Linked DNA regions of Mus musculus: regions 2 and 3 are each linked to region 1. A link is a contact called in public HiChIP or PLAC-seq data. All regions are on one chromosome and are shown on one strand. Each heading gives the region's core, a stretch centred on a gene start, on an enhancer-like site or on the middle of the called end of the contact. The rest is flanking DNA. Distances are from core to core; before and after follow the strand shown. Region 1 holds the start of Ikzf2 (IKAROS family zinc finger 2). Region 2 has its middle 140 kb from the start of Gm28497. Region 3 has its middle 64 kb from the start of Gm28497.

Evidence for each region. HiChIP or PLAC-seq counts read pairs in DNA pulled down with a chosen protein or histone mark.
Region 2: an H3K27ac HiChIP or PLAC-seq map of DN3 thymocytes shows a contact between it and region 1, with 5 times the contacts expected there. The contact joins the enhancer-like site here to the promoter of Ikzf2 in region 1. A contact is called at or near these places in 9 of 39 promoter capture datasets (the 3T3-L1 cell line, cancer-associated fibroblasts, cranial neural crest and 5 more), 17 of 115 datasets of contacts at active chromatin or transcription factors (DN3 thymocytes, the SCID.adh cell line, bone marrow-derived macrophages and 11 more) and 3 of 9 other capture datasets (adipose tissue, liver and pancreatic islet).
Region 3: an HNF4G HiChIP or PLAC-seq map of pancreatic cancer cells shows a contact between it and region 1. The contact joins the enhancer-like site here to the promoter of Ikzf2 in region 1. A contact is called at or near these places in 11 of 39 promoter capture datasets (the 3T3-L1 cell line, the SN4741 cell line, embryonic stem cells and 7 more), 1 of 15 datasets of contacts at CTCF or cohesin (the NIH/3T3 cell line), 15 of 484 Hi-C or Micro-C datasets (the HL-1 cell line, cortical neurons, differentiating embryonic stem cells and 4 more), 23 of 115 datasets of contacts at active chromatin or transcription factors (CD8 T cells, the HPC-7 cell line, the NIH/3T3 cell line and 12 more) and 4 of 9 other capture datasets (adipose tissue, embryonic stem cells, liver and 1 more).

The regions. Positions count from the first base shown.
Region 1 is chr1:69,683,887-69,688,415 of GRCm38.p6, reverse strand. It overlaps Ikzf2 (IKAROS family zinc finger 2), which reads left to right and starts at 2,456. Exons shown (of 8, transcript NM_011770.4): 1 at 2,456-2,722; 2 at 4,244-4,292. The coding sequence starts at 4,259.
Region 2 is chr1:69,289,686-69,294,214 of GRCm38.p6, reverse strand. No RefSeq gene overlaps it. Among named protein-coding and RNA genes, the nearest start is that of Gm28497, 140 kb to the left of the region's middle. Within about 2 kb of position 2,699, at least 21 of the 459 cell types and tissues checked have an H3K27ac peak or open chromatin away from gene starts, as enhancers often do. A contact at or near this core is called in DN3 thymocytes, the SCID.adh cell line, memory CD8 T cells and 1 more, where this site is marked.
Region 3 is chr1:69,365,156-69,369,684 of GRCm38.p6, reverse strand. No RefSeq gene overlaps it. Among named protein-coding and RNA genes, the nearest start is that of Gm28497, 64 kb to the left of the region's middle. Within about 2 kb of position 1,959, at least 24 of the 459 cell types and tissues checked have an H3K27ac peak or open chromatin away from gene starts, as enhancers often do. A contact at or near this core is called in embryonic fibroblasts and pancreatic cancer cells, where this site is marked.

The DNA.
Region 1 (4,529 bases), core at 1,207-3,706:
GTGCTTAAGGTGAAAGTTGATTTTATTTTCAATGTGTCATATGGCTTGCTTCCATGGAAAAGGGGGAAGGGAGAAAACTCTCAGCAACTATTTCTGGGATTCTTTAAAGGAGTGGGAGGCACAGCGCCTGCTCCTCTTTCAGCATTGATTTTCAACACAATATGCGATACGGTTTCTCAGAAATGTTGTTTGGCACTCCTGATAATTTCATGTGATTTCAAACTTAAACCACTCAGACTACACAGTTCAGTATTTTCAGCTCCTTTCATTTTCCTTTTCCCTTTAATTATAGAATTCTTTATTCCCCTTTCTGTGGTCAAGAAAGATAGTAAATGCTGCTATTTGTAGATTGAAAATGCATTTATTTTCTCAGGACGATTCCTATGCTCTTCGCCCAACAAATGTAAACGTCGTGATTGGCATAAGGCTAGGCTACACTTCCAGGCTAACAACTTTTTCGAACCTCACGGTTCCTTTGACTCGGGTGGATGTGGCACACGCCGGGACAGGGGTGGATATAAACAGCAAGTAAACACTCTAATTTTAAACTTGCACTGGGAAGCACTTTCACAATGGGGACAGTGGCGCTCGCTCCGTGTCTCCCAGGGCACTCGCAAGGGTCCCTCTGTCCGGCTCAGTGTCCCAGATCCTCCGGGTGCCGGGAGCCGGGAATCCGGGGAGGTACCGGGCCAGAGAGAGAACTTCCCGCGGCCGACATGAGCCGGGGGAGCCCGAGATCGTCCCTCCCGCGCGGCCAGCGGAGAACGTGAGCAGCGGGGCGCGGGGAGAGGGGCGGAGCCGGCGCGGGGGGCGCGCGGGGCGCGGAGGAGGCGCGGAGGAGGCGCGGAGCCGCGCGGCACTTGTCCTGTAATCGATTGCCGAGCGCGCCGAACGAGCGGCCGAGCGCGCAGACACGCGCCCCCGCCCCTCCCGCCCGCGCGCTCGCCCGCTCGCTCGCTCGCTCACCCGCCCGCCCGCTCCCGGCTCTCACGGACCCGGGCGCTCGCTGACGACCCCCCCCCCAACCCCCTCCGCGCGCGCGCGGCCGCCACCGCCGCCGCCGCTGCCCGCCCTCCGCCCGCGGGCGTCTGCGCGAGCCCGGCCGGCGGGGGAGATGTGCTCGGGCTCCGCCGGATCGGTTTCTCGGGGTTTGACCAGCTGTCCCGGGCTAACCCTGCTCCTCGCTGAAGATGGAGGAAGTAAAAACAGGATTACCCTTAGCTACAGATCCACTGCCTTAGTTTCCACCACCAACTGCAGTGCACAAACACACGTTAGGCACAGGAAAGAAAGAAAGAGAGAGAGGGAGAGGACACACTAACAGTAAACACAAACAAAAGGGTGATGGGATTATTTTACTGCATGCACTGCTGAGGTAAATCTCCGCTTGGCTTTTTGCGTGGGGAAGAACAGCTCTTGTTTTATTTGTCTTCTGATTCATAGATTATCTATCAATTTGTGTATGGTTTGCAAAGGGGTTGGGGAGGGGGAGTGTTTTCAAAGTTAAGTGTAATGATATGGAATCTTGTTTAACAGTGTGGTGTGATCGAATGACTTGTTGCTGTTAACCAGGGATAATAATAATATAGACGCTTTTCTTTGGGGAGGGATGGGTTGTGGCTCTGATTAGGGAAATGATCTCTGTTAAGGACGCTCAGGGAATTTCGTTGAAGATGATGTCCTTTGCCTTAATGTATCGTCCCCTCCTTGTAATCTGCTTCTGGGATGTTAATGGACTAATCAGTTCTCATCTTTATAGCTGTCATGGATTTGGACTTGTTTTTGCTTTGTTTTAACTTGAATTCCAAGAAGAAAGATTGGATAACCTGGCATAGATTGCAGCTGTCTGGATAGAGGCTATTATACTGTTGAGATTGAAAACAAAACAAAACAAAAATAATAATAAAAATCTGGTGTGACACATGTATAACAGCAACAGTTAAATCGCTTTGACAGGTTCTGGTATGGACGAAGGAGATGGAATGAAGATTTAATTTCTTTTTCTTTTTCTTTTTTTCCTATTTTGCCAGAGGCCACAAAACAGTCCTGTGAAGTTGGCCTAGGTTCCTTGCTGGGTTCTGCCTGACTGTCCCTCCCCTCGTACCCCCCCTCCCCTTTTTCTTTCAGTTTTCTTGTCTTAGCTTTTGGTCGATTCTTAAGGAACCGGTGGATCAAGTTTTTTCTCTTCTCGTTAATCGCATTGCTGTAGCACTGACCTCTCTCTCTTTCTCTCCCTCCCTCCCTGTCTTTTTTTTTTTTTTTTTTTTTTTCCTCTTTCCTGAAAGTACGTGGTGCCATTCCTGAGTGACTTTTCCTACTAGACCATCCCAAAGGGACGAGGGGGCGGGGGCGGGGGAGGAGGAGGACGAGGAGGAGGAGAAGGAGGAGGAGGAGGAGGAGGTTGGGGGGGAGTGTTCCTTCTCTCTCATTTCTTGGTTTTGTTTATCAGCCGATCTGTTTGCTGGATTCGGTCTTGGAATGACCCACCTGTAAAGTGCTTTCCCTCCTCCTCGGCTTCAACTCTGCAGGGGGCTTTGCCTGGAGGGGGCAGGGAGGGAAGGGGGGGGGGACACAAAAAACTTCTTTCTTTCTTTCTTTCTTTCTCCGTTTCTCTTCAGCCCGACATTGTCACCTCCTCCTTGAGGGGTTAGAAGAAGCTGGGAGCTCCCGACAGAGCTGGAAATGGTGATGACTGTTTTTTAATCAGAGGACAATTTCTTTTGTATGTACATTTTGTTTCTCTTTCTCCTTTTTCTTCCTTTTTCTTCCTTTTCCTTCACTGAGGGTTTAATAACCCTTTCACTGTTGGCGCAGACTTCTTTTGCTTCTAACTGACGCTTCTTTTTAGTATGTGTGTTAAATGTGTACATTTTTAAAGAGATAGACTCATTTGTAAGCTCTCGGTAGAAACTGCTCCCCTTTAAAACTTTCCGGGTCCCTTTCTTTCAAACCTTACGTAACCTAATTGAAAGAATTTGATAAGAGTAGAGCAGGTCGGAATTTAACTGCTATGTAGTGACTGGGAATTTGATCTGATTATTCCATAAAGAAAGAAAGAAAAGTTTTTGGGGGGCGGGAGGGGGGTAGGGAGGCTGGTGGTGAAGGGGAGGGGAGGGAGAAGGGAAGTGGTTTTGGAGACAAGAAGTGAAGCTGCCTGTTTTCCAGTAAGTAATGGAGAAATTCCAGGAGCTAGGGCTAAATATACTTGGCGATCAATACAGAAATGGCTCATTGTGAATAATTTAGCTGCTGGTGCTTTGAGAGTTTTGAAACTAAAGGCAAAAAGGACCTGGGCCAAAGGGGGGAAAAATAAGTAAAAATCTTTTTCAGGACTTGTCAATTCTGTAACTTTTTCCCTCAAAGAATACAGTTAGATTATCGATCTTCTTATGATGTGAATCAAAGCTAGGGGGTGTTGTCTCATGCAATTTACTTTTGTTTCTGGGGATACAAAAGTATTTGTGTTATTGATGCATGAAAATCATTCCTCACACTTGGGGAGAGGAAAATCCTCCCCTCCCCTCGTGCACAGCCAAAAGTTTCTGACTTGTTGGAACTCCGAATGTCTCAAGTAGGCTTGGCATTGTCTCCGGCCATAGTCTGGCAGGAAATTAGGGTACGTGGAACAGGTGCTCACACAGGATTTGGGGTGGGCTAAAACGTCAGTACAAGCCAGAGTTGGCCAACTGCCGCAAAAGTCTTTGGGATACAGTCTAGTACTAAGTAGTTTTGTTTTGTTTTGTTTTCTTATGTTTTGTTTGTTCTCTGTGCCCCCCCCCCCCCCCCATTAGAACATGATGAACCAACTTGCAACAATTGTGAATAGAGCTGTCTGTATACTAGGGAAGTACTCAAACTGCAGGGCGATTGTGGGAAGTAGTGAGTGGTAAAATACTTAGATAGCAGTTACAGTTGGCAAATTGGAGATTACCCTCTCCTATTTTTTCCCCCAATAAACCGGGTAAATTTTGACGAGAGAGAGTCGTTCTTCTCTTGCTACAGCCCATCTCACAGGACACTTAGCGTCCCTATGTCCCTATCCTATCTCCAGCAGGAATCAGATCATTTGCAGAGAGTTCAATGACTTGCAAATGAGCACGCACAGTACACTGTAGTATGTTTCTCAGGCACAGGTTGCAGGAGCAACATGCACTACCTGCTTGGGGCTTGAAATAAGTGAAGAATTTAATGGCAGATACAGGGAGGAATCCTTGGGTAAAGGTTGCAATCTTTTGTGTTCCAGCACTGCACTTTGACTATGGAAACAGACGCAATTGATGGCTATATAACATGTGAGTATTCCTTTTCATTAATTTGCTGTGGGCAATCAAGTGAGCTTCTTGCTCCCTGTGTGTGAGTCCCTGAGCCATGGGTCTTTAGTACGTGTTCTCCAGCTTTATTTGCTCTTCACCATTTCCCCTTGCAACAGATACGAGGAAGTATTACCAGGAGCAAACTAAGAAGGGGGCATAGAAATCTACTTTTTTCAGAAAGGACATTATTTAAGGCTTGTAGCCAGCAGATCTTTA
Region 2 (4,529 bases), core at 1,450-3,949, 390 kb after region 1:
CTCAGTCACGTCACCTGTATCCTGCTCCTCTCTCGCAAGCCACACTACCAGTCACTTTCTACTTTCCTGGTTCCTGTACTTACTCCGTGTTTGATACTTATATCTGAAGATTTGGAACTAGGAATCATAGATGAGAGAGGACATGCAGCCTTTGTATTTCTGGGTTTGGCAATGTTCCACAGAAAAGCCATAGACTAACAAACCCCTAATACCAGGCAGGAGAAACTTCATTTCAAATGGTTGGTCAGGGTAGTCTAAATGATTCCAAAGACAGTATAGATCAGCCATGTAGTTTTCAGTGACTTCTCAAAGGTTGACGGGTGGTTCCCTATTGCTTAAGCAAGACAATGCAATGAGGATGAAGGACTCAGATGACTAGAGCTGGATCTGAGAAGAATTCCCTTCCACCTAGTTTTCACAGTACTAGAATATGTGCAGGGGACCCAGGAAGGGAAGCATTAAAATGGTTCTGTAGTGCTGTAGGACCTGTGGACATTGGGTATCAGCATGCCAAGGTATGTATAGTGAAGCAAGAAATGGCACTCAAAATTAGTGCTAACCAGTAGCTATCTAGATGGACTTAAGGCTTACTCAATAGGGAGAAAATCACGCCTGCTACTAGAAACATAGCCAGCTTTATGGACCTTGTGAGCTCCCAGATATTAGAAAAGAATCTATGAGTGCCGTTTTGTTAGGACAACATTATTCCTTCCTACATTCTAAATCTTATCCTTATATTCATAATTAAGTGTAGATATCACCCCTCATCAAAGAAGCCTCTATTTACAGCAAATGGAGACTATCACAGAAAAAGACAAGCAAACACAATGCAGAGATCTGCAGATAGAGGGATACCCAGACCCAACAGATGCATTGGTATCACAACTCCTGCATATAGACTATGCGGACATTGGGGGAGAGGTATTGGAAAGATTGTAAGAACTGGAATACCAGGAAGTCTGCTGCGAAACAGTGCCTCCTAGAAATAGCTGCGCAAACAAGACCAGACCAATGGCAGTAATGATGGACGTGTTAACATGGAACTGGAAAGCTTCATGAGATCTCACCCTAGAGGAAGAACTGTTGGTAGTTATGTAATGACTCCTGGGAGAAGGGGAATAATGTCTTCTGGGGATGTGCCCTCTTACTGGATATCCAATGAAGATTGTTCAGCCTTGAATCCATATACACACCATCAACAAAAATGTACTCAGCAGGCTGATTAACATTTCACATATATACATATGCATATATGTATACATATATATGTGTATATATATTCAAAATTTTCATAAAAGGAAGTCCTGCCATTTCAAAAATTCAGAAGAGTCTCAGTGATATTATAGTTAAAATAATCTGGGGATAGATAGATAAATACCACATAAGCTCATATATTTGAGTTATAAAAATATTGTTTAAAAAGCAGTGTAGTGTTGGGCGTTGTAGTGTGCCTTTAATCCCAGCACTTGAGGGACAGATGCATGGAAAAAACTCCAAGTTTAGAGCCAGCCTGGTCTACAGAGTGAGTTCTAGGACAATCAGGACTATGTAGTGAAACCCTGTCTTAGGGAAAACAAAGAAAAAAAGGAAAGTAGAAAGGTAGAAAGGTAGTTATCCAAATTTCCAAATTGAGAACTGGATGGCAGAGAGATGCTGGTTTATATAAAATTAAAGGGTAATGAGTTTATGAGATCTCTGTATGTTCCACTAAATAAAATTAACTACATTGCACATTCAAGAATTATTAGAAATTCCCTTATATATTCTGAATATTAATAACTTCTTGCATAAATAATTTGCAAATGTATTTTCAAATTCTTCTTCCCACTGTAGATTATAGCCATCACTATAATTCTTATCAGCACAAAATGCTAAGTATTGAGGTTACACATATGTTAATTAACTTGGTTTAGCTATTACTTTAAACAATATATACACATGTGAAATATGTTATAATATAATATATTCATACTTTCCATTAACAAAATTTAAATAAATATATATTAAATATTTTATTATATAAATTTGCTTTTACAGACATGTTTATTAACACACATGCACACACACACACACGTGTGTGTGTGTATATATATATATATAATTTCTGGATTTTTCTCTACCTTTTCCTACACATTGGTTTGTCAACTGATTCTGTAGTTTTTGTTAAAATTATAATTAAGTAATTTGAAAATTGATTTTATAATTTATTTACTTCAAATTTAATTTGTTTTAAAGAATTACTATGGTAATCCTAGATCATTTCCATTTTGGTATCAGTTTCAAAATCAGTGCTTGAATTTAGACAGAGAAAGTGTTTTGAAATTCTCATGTGCACTTCATTGACACTCTAGATCAATTTGGAAGTAGGATATTTCTTTAAAGTTGAAATACACCTAAAAGGAGTAGCTGCAGATTGTTGTCATTTTTGTGACCTTGACAACAGAGACTTAACCATAAAAGCCGGATTTTAGCTCCATCGATGTCTCTAGAACTTTGCATAAGACTAACTTCAACTAAAGCTTGCTCCAAACTTCCTTTCAAACCGCAACAAGCCATATCGCCAATACACCAGTGTGCGACAATCTGCATTTTTGCAAACTATCGTGCTACTGTGAAGAAAAACCACACCTAATGCCTGTGCTTGCTCTGAAAACTTGCTTCAAAGCGTCCCTGGGAATGAGAACTATAGTAGTAGGTTCAGGGGAAGTACCTTGCATGGGAACCTCAGCCTTTCTGCATGCCGCAGCACCTGCTGATGGGCAGGCAAAGGAAGTGTTGAATTGATTTAGATAATAACACACCAGAAGAATTGAAACCGATTTCAAAACTACTTCCCTTGGAAAAGTATTTTGCCCCTAAAGGAGTTTCAGCAGCCTCAGAGGGCAAATGCAGTTACCGTATTTACTCAAAATTTTTCTTTGACCTTTTAAAGGGCTTCCCTTTTGCTTCATCTATCTGCTTTTGTGATTCTGAGTTGTTTTTGTCGCTTTTTATTTATTTTTTTATTTTTTTTATTTTTTTGGTCTTCAGTATGTTCTCATCAACACCCCTCATGAGGAGCTAAAGCTGTAACTCGCTGCATAGGAAATAAAAACATTGCTAAACAATACTGTTTTAATATGACAATCCAGAATGCATTTTGTCCTGAAACCAAAATATTTGCCAAGTGACAAAAGCCTCTACTTTAAATATGTAGGGTATTAGATTATATCTAAAGCACAGGGTTTTGTTTCTTTTGTTTTTTGCTGTTTTGTTTTGTTTTTTTGTTTTGTTTTGTTTTTGTTTTGGTGTTTTTGAGGCAGGGTTTCTCTGTGTAGTCCTGGCTGTTCTGGAACTCACTCTGTAGACCAGGCTGGTCTCGAACTCAGAAATCTGCCTGCCTCTACCTCCCAAGTGCTGGAATTAAAGGTGTGTGCCATGCCCTGCTTTGTTTTTGTTTTTTAACTTTGTATTCTCAGAGACATTCTTTTTGTTTTGGAAGAAATCTTGGTCCTCATTCAAGATGGCATTACTGGCCAAGGTTTTATCACTCTCTGGAAGACAGCAGTGGTCCAAACCTCTCTCTTTTTCTTTTAGGATTGGTCTACATGTCTAGTCATGATTTTTTTTAAAGTTTTATTAGTATGTCTTCTATTGTAGAAATGCTACATAATTTACTCAAAGGCATGTTTTCCAGGCTATAGAAGGTAAGTAGACTTATATGCTTAGAGAGCTTGCACTTAGAATGTGTTCTTACACACAATTACCGCTCATTCCATTCAAAGTCTAAGAGAATATGAGTTCAACCCCCTCTAAACTAAATCTCTAAAGTAAATCTCGAGCCAACTTAAAACAGTTGAAGTTTTATCATGGTTTCTTGTCTTTCAAATTTTTTATCTATTTTTTTTCCTGTTTCCAGAATTGGGACAGGTAGAGTGGTCAGTAGAAGAGTTGACTTGCTCTATCCATCTGATTTGTTAAAGGTTATTTCCATGATGCTAAGTAACATTTAATTATTAATACATTTACACCAAAGCTACCTGCACCTTGTGTGTGTTTCTGATCGTAGAGTATGCTGGCTCCAGTGCATGCATGGATCACCTATTAGAGCTATTGCTCTCTGGCCCCTTTTTCCAGAGTTTGTCCCTGTAGCTCTCAAGTCCTCTAGAGCCTCTAGGATCATGATTAATCTCCTATGTTGGAAGAAACATCTTCAGAGGCTAAGTTCCTCCCAAGGTCCTGTGCTCTGTTTCCTGATACAATGCACTGCCTCCAGGGGGTCAGTCATACTGGTGACTTTAGGCAAGATGGTCACAACACTGTTCAACTAGACTGGAACACTACTGAGAACAATGATTCTTTTCATTTATGCCAAGCTATAATAATGACAAGATAGCAGCTTTCTTTTTAAATGTGCATGAAGGTAATAAGAATAGTAAATAATGCCCTGAGTGTTAGTTAGAAAAAAAAAGAAAAGAAAAGAAAAGAAAAGAAAAGAAAAGAAAAGAAAAGAAGAGAAAAGAAAAGAAAGTTAAAACCTCAAAAAATCC
Region 3 (4,529 bases), core at 710-3,209, 320 kb after region 1:
AGGACAAGCATCATAGGTGGGAGCTACAGTGCATCCATGCTAGGTACTAGCTAGTGAGCCTTGGATCACTCCTATTCAGATATGGCATATTTCCCCTGGAGCTCCAGGCCACGGCATGTTATTGTGTCCTCAATGCTGGCCACTGTATGCCTTGGCTCAGTAGCACAACTGGGCTGAACCGATGCCTTGCAACCCTTGCCCACAGCATGCCAAGCAGTCCGAGCTGCTGCTGCTATGGCTCTGTAGGTACAGGTGAGGCTAGGACAGCCTTACTGAGCAATGGCATGTAATTGTAGGAACTCCAGGGATATCTCCCTGTCCTCTTGCTGGCTACCAGGCGCGACTGATGCGCCTGTAGGCTATAGGTAGCACTGCAGCTCTGGGTTTCTGTCTCCCCGTGGGCAAGCAGCACAGGCCCAGGACTGAGTTCTTGACTCAGGTTCTCTGTCCTCCACATTTGGGGATGAGGATGAATAGGGAAGCAAGCTTCATCCAGTTAACTTATTGTAGGTCTCTTCTTATTTTGCTTATCGATAGAGCACTTAGAGCAAAAACTTCATTTTCAAGTTGTCATCTTTATTCCTTACTAAAGCCAGGGCAGAACACGGGGGGCTTGGTTCTACTTAAACGTTTCTTCACTATGTCTATTTACTTTACTCAGAATGTGTCACAAGACACCTGTGGCAGTCAAAAGCAAATCCAGTTTTCCAGGTGTGGTGTGATCAACACAATTCGGGATTTGGATTATCACCTCCTTTGTTAAATTAATGCTGCCGAAAATCTAATCTGCTTTTTTTGGGTAATCCCTTGCTCTCATGACTCATCCCAAGCCTTTCCCTTCCACCATACTTGTCTGAGTCATCTTAATACATGATAAATATTAACTTCTTTATCCTCAGTCTATGCCTCTGGCTGTTTAGTTTTGAGAAGAAATACAAAGCCTTTTCTTCTTCTTCTTCTTTTCCTTCTGTTAAGCTTAATTCTATTGTTCCTGTTTGCTAAGATCTTTTATTTCGGCGCTTTAACCTGTCGTTATAGTTTGGGGTTCTAACTTTGCCATCCTGTTTCCTTAGTGACCTTCCCAGGCATCTGTAAACCATGCCTGATAAACAACCCCTTTGTGAGTGCAAAGTCAATAATTGAACAAGATAGAAGAATCTGTGGGGCTTGCACATGCATTTAACTTCCTTCCAGCTTGTAGTTTATCCAACTCTCGGTAACTTTGGTTATAATGGTTTAACCCATTATGGACCTTTGCCTGTAGGACACACTTCTCCAGCTTTTCCAAGACAAACTTTTCATAAATATCCCATGCCCCTGTAAAGTCTTTATAGGCTAGACTTACAGGTTTCTTAGATTTGACAGCATGACCTCACAAAGATATGTAGGACATCCTCTCTGCTTCTCCCAGTCCACTTTGCCCTGTTTTGTGCTCATGGAAACTGTTTTCTCTGTACTGGATAAGCTGGATTCCTTTGTCCTGAATGAACACGAGATTGCAGGAGAGTAGGGGAATGAGATTTCACCAGATTCCTTTCTTACAGCCACACACAATATAATGTGCCTTAGTTCTTCCCAAGGCTTGAAAGTCCCTCTGATGAACTCTCTCCCTTAAGTAAAAAGACAAAACTGCAACTCTATGCAGAGTCTCAGATGATCCTGCTGTTTGACATCTAAGAGGCAGGGATGTCCTGTGTTTGTATGACAAGATAGGGCTCCACATTTAATTTAATCCTCTGTGACTCCTATTTTTAAAATCTACCGTCTGTTTTGAAAGGAGCCCTACAAATTATGTAGCCAGTCCTTCTGGGGGTAGGACTTGTTCCCACCAGTCACTGATATGGTGAGTCCTGTTATTACTCTGTGTGTGTGTGTGTGTGTGTGAGTGTGTGTGTGTGTGTGTGTGTGTGTGTGTGTGGTGTTCCCTGCCAGGGCTCTGACTCATGCTGAATGAACTGTGATGAGTCAGATTTGTTCTTGTGAGGCTCTGTTGACTCCTGCTGATCATTGGTTCTTTATGTTCCCTACACCTATTCCTCTGTGTAAAAAATTCTAAAACCTTAACTGAAATCAATGAAACACTTCACACTAATTTGCTATGGCTCCATTTGTCCCATTTTTCAAGATTGGCTACTATTTTTCCAGCATATGATTTTCTTTCCCACTGCTGCTTGGAGCTCTTCAAAGGCCACCGGCAATGTTTAATGATCTAATTTACAGGCTCTTTAGAAATCTCTAGAGAAAATTCAGACGCAGTAACACACCAGGTTCCCCTTATCAATACACTTCGCCTGTTTCATCCAGGAAGAAGAAGGCCTTGTTTTCTTTGTTATCATTGAAGGTGTTGATATCAAAGTCTTTTCCTTTACTTCTTGATATAATAAAACATTTTAGGGAAAAATAATAAAAAAAAACCCACCAAAGCCAAACCCTTCTACTGACTACTACCACACATTTCCTAAGTCCTTCAAATCTGAGCAGTATTCTACATGAATTTCTCTCTGACAGTGCTGTTTTTGTTTTGCCATCTGACTTTTTGAATTCCTGGGGAAGGCTCAGATATTTAAAAAGTGTAAGTTAAGCTTATGTTTCAGTCCCTTCTATCTCTAAGGAAAATTGCTGTTCCTAATTTTTTTGAAGCTGCTTTATGCCACCCTGATTGGGTCCTCAATACAGAGAAAGACATTAGTTTTCAGCTGAAAAAAAAAGCCTAGAGCCATATGTGATTTTAGGGACCAAATTTGGATGATAAAGCAAAAGAGGTCTAGGGAAGATTTAAATAATGAATAAAGAAAAGCTGGGCCTTTTCTTCACGCATATATAGGACTGACGGTTCTGGAGACATCTGCTTGGGTTCTGTGCATGGCTTTCTTGGTAGTTACTATGATACCTGCATTTGCACGCTCAGGCTAGCCAGGAGGAGGGCCAATGATGCTTAGCTTTTATGTGTGTCCCTTCAAAGTCTGAGCTCAGCAACCACATTGGTTTCTTAGAGCTGTCTGACCCTTTTCTTCCTCTGTGGCTTCATTATTTTCAGTTGTACTATTAGAACTGCATTTATGTGAACTTCTGAAATCATCTTCCATCTCTCTATTTCCTGGCATAAAACCCAATTTTATTTTTTATTTTTAAATAAAAATAAATCTTGTTCACTATTCCTCAGCCTCGTCCGTGGCATATATTTCTAGTGGGTCTTTATTCAGATGAATAAATGTTTTGTGGTAAATACTTAGTAAAGGCTGTTTCTATTGCCTTAGTCCATTTAAAATTAGATAATATTCCTGTTCTACCTTATTAATATGTTTTGTTGTTATTGTTAGTTCTGTATGGGGTTTTTCTTTGAAATTGTGTTGGTATAGCAAATACTTGAGAAGTAATTTATAAAGCATGGAGGTTCAAGTTTGAAGGGCTAAGACTCATCAGGGGGTTTCCCTTGTTTTTGTTTTTCCTTTTATTGAAGGTAGATTTCCCCCTCATTCTAAATACTCTGATTACTTATGGTTTTCCTCCATACCCCACCCCCCAGTCCTTCCAGTACCTCCCACCTGCCCTCCTGTCAGGATCCACTCCCTTTCTGTGTCTCAAGAGGAAACAGATAAGCTTCTAAAATATAATAATGAAATATACCAAAAATAAAATATCTAAAACAAAAAACTATCATATCAAAGTTGAACGGGACAAACAGAAGAAGAAAAATCCCAAGAGAATGCACAGGAATCAGAGACCCACTCTTTTGTACACTCAGGAATCCCATCAAAACACTAAACTGGAAGCCATACTACATACACAGAAGACCTGGTACAGACCTGTGGACTCCATGTGATCACTGCTTCCATCTCTATGAGTTCATATGAGCTTTGTTCACATTGATTTAGAGGCCTTGTTTTCTTTGTGTCCCCATCCCCTCTGGCTCTCACACTCTGCCTCATCTTCCTTGGGGATCCCTGAGGGATTTGATAGAAACATCCCATTTAGGGCTGAGTGTTCCCATCTGCTGCAGGAAGAAACTTCTCATTGAGGTATTGTATTTTATTTATTTATTTATTTATTTATTTATTTATTTATTTAATTTTTTTGCTGTATCACCCTACAGTAGAAAGTAAGAGTTTATGAGGGGGCAAGCTGTTGAACAGTAGCCTCTAGCTGTTATATAATTAACATTAATCCTTATGACTTGCCTGGGATCCCAAGAGGCCATACTTCTGTAATTGAAGTTGTGGGGATTAGGTTTCTGGTTTCTGGCACATATTATTGGGATGGCATATTCAAATCATACCCTTCTTTTCTAGGTCCCCAAATATCTAATCTTCTAACATATGAAATATATTCACTATGTCCAAATCACTCTAGAATAGTGACACATCCCAGACCCAGGTAAAAGTATAAACTCCTGAGTCTTATATGACCCAGATATAAATGTGAGATTCAAGGCATAAGTTGACATAAGGGTAGATCTACCCCCTCTGTGTATATAAAGCTAAAATCTACATGTTTCTAAAATACAACAATAAGCTAGGCATAGGCCAAAC